2 separate regions of the Triticum aestivum genome follow, and region 1 is linked to region 2. The links are chromatin contacts, called in public Hi-C maps. All regions are on one chromosome and are shown on one strand. The core of a region is the stretch at or near the end of the contact, and the rest is flanking DNA. Distances in the headings are between cores, read along the strand shown. Region 1 holds the start of LOC123044380 (GDSL esterase/lipase ACHE). Region 2 holds the start of LOC123044375 (eukaryotic peptide chain release factor subunit 1-3).

The links. A called contact is a pair of places that touch in the nucleus more often than the background predicts.
Region 1: a contact with region 2 is called in a Hi-C map of leaf, with 8 times the contacts expected there. The contact joins the promoter of LOC123044380 here to the promoter of LOC123044375 in region 2. A contact is called at or near these places in 3 of 5 Hi-C or Micro-C datasets (all in leaf).

Annotation. Positions count from the first base shown.
Region 1 is chr2B:206,856,437-206,859,136 of IWGSC CS RefSeq v2.1, forward strand. It overlaps LOC123044380 (GDSL esterase/lipase ACHE), which reads right to left and starts at 1,448. Exons shown (of 5, transcript XM_044467108.1): 1 at 970-1,448. The coding sequence starts at 1,237.
Region 2 is chr2B:206,641,337-206,644,036 of IWGSC CS RefSeq v2.1, forward strand. It overlaps LOC123044375 (eukaryotic peptide chain release factor subunit 1-3), which reads right to left and starts at 1,306. Exons shown (of 3, transcript XM_044467106.1): 1 at 1,197-1,306.

The DNA of each region.
Region 1 (2,700 bases), core at 198-2,697, 220 kb after region 2:
GTGCCGGGTCCCGGATGGGCGCATGGGGGTGGCATCATTGCCACGGCACGGGCGCTCGCACGCGCGCGGCGGCGGGGCCAAAGTGCAGCTTGCTTCGGCCGTGCTCCGGCGGCGCGTAGTCCAAGGCCGCCGCTTTCCGGCGATGAACCGATGCCCGGCTGTGGCCGGACAACCGCATCTTATTCAAGGCAGGATGCGAAATGAAATGGCCTTTCAGATCTTCTTCAACAAAAGGTGGTATGTAGGGTAGAAATAGTAAAAGTCTTGCTCTGCCCGGCCCTTTCAGGAGACATCCCTTCTTTTTTAACTCTAGACTACTCCAGGAGTACTTGCAGGTCCACGGACCAGATATCAGCACAACAGGAGTGACAAGAGGTAAACCAAACCACATCGTACTCCAGGTCTAGCTCTTAGCATTTTATTGCTCCAAGAGAAGTTGTTAATTAACTTTTTACTCCCTCCGTTCCAAAATAATTGTCTTTCTAGCCATCTCAAATGGACTACAACATACGGATGTATGTAGACATGTTTTAGAGTGTAGATTCACTCATTTTGCTCCGTATGTAGTCACTTGTTGAAATCTCTAGAAAGAGAATTATTTAGGAACGGAGGGAGTACAAGCTAATTTTACTGTGCTCATACAGGTTACTGCGTGTCTGCCAACTTTTATTCTCCTTCAGAACTACAGTACACACTACACTGTAGAGTATGAGGTTGGCTTTCAAAATTATTGCCTTCGCAGCTGCACCGCTACACATGGAACGAATTAAGACTACATTTATTGGCTCCTGCAAGTGAAGGCGGTGGGTTTCGGCCTTATCAACCCGTGGGCCCCACGTGCAGCCGTGCAGAAGAACCGAAGGGTAGATCGAACGGGTGAAAAGTAATAAGAAGGAAAAAAGATCCACAGTACAGCGACTTTGAAGAGCTCCTGACAGTACTGAGAGTTTGAGGCGAAGACGTACGTACCGATGAAGTCGATGACGAGGCGGCCGTCGCAGTAGCGGCCGGCGGGCATGCCGAAGAAGGTCCTGCCGTTGGGCGGCGGCGCGGCGCCGAAGGCAGCCGACAGCCCGCCCGTGTCCGAGTTGGAGTCGCCGAAGTTGAACACGGCCGGGAAGTGGCAGTCGGCGCCCGCGCCCGCGCCCGCTGAGGCCTGCAGCAGCCACAAGAACACCAGAGACAGCAGCGCCGCGGCTCCGGCCGTGGCGGTGCAGCCAGAGCCACCGGACGCCATTCCGTGGGTCAGGTGAGTGTGGCCGCACTGAGGAGGCGGGATGAGGGTGAAGGACGAGTGCGCGCGGGCGGGGAGGACGGGGTGGTGGGGGTTTTGATGGGGTCGGGCGCGGATGGATGGGTGGATCGGCGGATGGAGATGGCCCAAATGCGGGGCGCAGGATTTCGGGCGCGGTGCCGCGGCCGATAGCGATAGGGGGCGTGGCGTGGTGGGGGTGACTGGTGAGGGGAGATGACGGCGCCGATGCCCTCCCTGCCTTTGGAGCGCTGCGTCCGTGGCGTGCGCGCGGGCGGTGTTCTGTTGGACTGTTACGTTACGCAAAATTCGCAAAAAAAAAGAAGTCCCTTTTTGAGGAAAAAAAGATTAAAACGTTTCGTTGCGTGCAGGTGCAGACACGGGCTGATGGTGCACACGGCTCACGGGCGCGCTAGTCTGTCCTCGCGGTCTGGCGCGGGATGCGAGGGGTGTTCGTTTGCTGTTGGTTTGTGGCCTCGTTTGCTGTGGTTCGGGACATGGTTATCTTTTCTTGTGTAGTCCGACAAGTGGCGCTTGTCACGCACTTACGCTACGCTTTAGGGCATGTACAATGATTGATAAGGTAGTCTTATCTTAAATTTTGCATGTAAATTAGATATGACAAAAAACATGTATACAATGGATCATCTCTTAGCTTTATTTTCAATAATTAGTTGTTCCTAAAAACATGGTGAGACAAATTGTGCTAAGAGATCATCTCTTGTCTTCTCTTAAATAAGAGAAGACAAGGCTTCTCTTATGATTTCTCTCTCCTCCACCTCATCATTTATCCTACGTGACACTCTGAAGATAAAACCATTGTACATGCCCTTACATATGGGCTAGGCTGCTCTTTTCCCTTTGGGAAAAAATCAAAATAAACCTTGAATTTGTAGAGCCAAGGTAAATCGAGTCCTAAACTTCTAATCCTTGAAATCAGCACACTGAACTCTTTAATCCCGATTTATTTTGAACCTTGAGTGTATTCCCAAACAGAGACAGCAGGTTGAACCCAGGATCTTCAGCTGCGGCTGGACGCGACTGGGCCGGCCCACCAGGCGCAAAAGAAAAATTCTAACGTTTTTCTCGTAACGTGCGATGTAATAATATCCGGCCCAGGCGCAAAGTCTTTTTTCTAACGTTTTTGTTGTAACGTGTGATGTAATAATAATATCAAAAAATAAAAGGTACCAAGAATCGAACTCACGACCTGGCACTAGTAAACTCATCCTGACAGCCATTCTACCTAATAGCTGCTTGTGTCAAAAGAGAAGGGTGAAATATTTAGAGACGTGGCAGAGCCGAGATTTGAAAAGCTTTTTGTAATTTTTCGAAGCGTTTTACTGAAAATTGTCAATAACTTTGAAATAAGAATATTCCTAAAATAAAATAGTAATTTTTAAATCTCCAAACTCTTTTGCAAAAATGTGAATTTTTTTTGGAATTAC
Region 2 (2,700 bases), core at 56-2,555:
TAATACTTGCTCTCTATAAACCAAGAGAATGATGCTTATGCCAGCTTACCATAGAATATATTCCTTTAAAATACTGCATAAGTTATGATATTCCACAAGTAGACAATATGACTTGACATTCTTAGCACAAAAAACCTCGGTTCAATTCACAATCATCTTCAATAAGCACATCTGAAACGCTACAACCCGATTAGTAGTTGTCATTGTCTTCATCTTTATTCTAGAACTCTCTTTCTCTTCATATCGAGATTAGGAGCAGGACTCTGGAACAAGGAGAAACCTTGCGTTTCTCCCTAATCAAACCGCAGATAATGAGTAATAATTTAACTTGCAGTGGGACTGTGCAACCAAAGGTGAATCCTGGAGTGGGAAGCTGGGTCAGTAGGGTGTGGAGACAAGGATAAGAGCAGATCCTCCGTGAGCACGAAAGAAGGGGATGTGTGTGGATTGCGGAGAACTCGGGTGGATTCCATATAAGGTATGCAATGATCTTGATGTGCTGAAATCCACTGGTAGAGTTCAATCCACTGGTAGAGTTCAAGATAACTCCAGGGAATCCTCACACAAGCTATTGCAACAACAAACTATGAAGTTCTAGAAAGCTGAAACATTATAAGTTCGCATGCATATATATAAAAAGAAACACAAACAATTTGGATGAACCCAAAAGCAAGATGAGCAGCTCCTACTCGTTAGCAAAATTGCACACTAATAAACATTGTGGCCACTAACAGGAAGGCCCACCGGATAAGTGGAATTGAAATAAACGCAATTCATATGCTCGAAAAGAAGAAATGCCAAAAATTCATCATCTAAGCCCGCATGTATTTAGGACTCTGCCCCAATATCCTAACTCTTCTTCCGTACATCCAAACGAATCAACCCATGCACTCGGCAACGGCACGCAATCTCAAAACAGGAACACGGATCGATCGACTTGCGCAGAATAACTCGCGGATGAACAACCGCGCAAAATCGCAGAAAAACATCCGACCAGCGCGCTCGCCTCGCACAGATCCCGAAATCGCAAGATTGCACGATCGCCGCGTGAGCTACAGAAGTGTCGATCAACGAAACCCACCGGGAATCAACGGATAACAACACGCAATCGGACCAAAACACTTCGCACCGCGAGAACTATGGATTCAGCACCAAATCGCAACCAGATATAGCGAGATCGGGTTAGGGTTCGTTACCTAGGAGAAGGGGTTGGGACGGAGGGAGGGGAGTGCCGACTTCACGCGGGTGGCTGGGTGGGGAATCCTCTCCTCTGGCTGTCGGCTGCTTAGGAATATTGAGCGATAATAAGTTTCCGCTGTGTTATTATATCACCAGGTGGTGACAGAGCTCGGCATCGGCCCGCCGCAGCCAGCTCGCGGCAGGATGGGCCTGGGAAGCCCGTTTCTTGTCAGCCGGACCCTCATACCATGGGCCTAAGACATCCCGCGTGCTTCCCAGCATAACAGCTGTTCTGTTTTATATTCTCAAAAAAAAAAGCTGTTCTGTTTTATTTTTTATTTTTCAGATTTTGGTTTTTCTTTCATTTTTAAAAAAATATTTTTGTGCATTTAATTATTCTATAGTTTTTGTAAGTTTTTTTTCCGAATATATGGTGAAAATTTTCTAAAATATACAAAAATTGTATAAGGTGAACATTTTTCAAGTACACATTGAACATTTTCTATATGTGATGGACTTTTTAAATTATATGACGAACACTTGTCAATACACACTAAACATATATCTAATATACAGTGAATTATTTTTAATATAGGGTGAACACTGTTTTAATATACACTGAACTTATTTTGAAATGGAGAGAGAGTAGAACTTAAAAAAAACACATTTTCAGAAAATTTAGAAGTTATTAGTGTTTTCAAAAATATTCATGTTTTCAAAAAATGTTCAAATAAACTAACCAAGAAACCGATTCACTACAATGCACTGGTCGCTACAGTGCCAGCTTTACAATGGTACAAAGAGCGCTACAGTTTCGCGTAGAAGCGGTGTGTCGCCCTCTAGATGTGTCGGCCTATTTGAATCACGCCTATGCGAAGGCACGGCCGTTTGCTGACGCGGGTAGTTTTTTTTCCGAGACAATGCTGCCGCCAACAGCTATATCTTGCAGAACAAAGGTTCTCTCGATGAAGCGTCTCGACTAATCAAGCCGGCCCACTACAACATATATTTGCGACAAATAGTGTAAAAGGGTAGTGTCGTGGTACTAAGTCTGACAGTAAGTATAGAGGGTACGTATGAGGAGGCAAGGTCCTAGCTACGGCGAGATTGTACGCAAGTGTTTACGACTTCAGGCCCCTCTCGGAGGAGGTAAAAGCCCTACGTCTCGGTGCCCGGGGGCGGTCGACTGAATTATATGAGTGTGTGTGTTACAGGGGGTGCGAACCCTTGTGCCAGAGGAGGAGGGTGGCTTATAAAGAGTTCGCCAGGACCCCAGCCATCCCCCTTTACAGAGGGTTCAACGTACATAAAGATTAGGGCGTTATTGGTAACGCCAGCCTTAAGTGCCTTAAATGACCTTAAAGATTACGGAGTGAATGCTCGCCCGTTGCTGTTCTGAGTGACTCCTGGTCTTCAGTAGGTCGAGTGGTTTCTTGTATGATCGAGTGGTTGACTGGTCGTGTGACTTCGGGAAGGAGGGATACCCGAGTGGTTCATTGGTCGAGTGGATTGCACTCGACA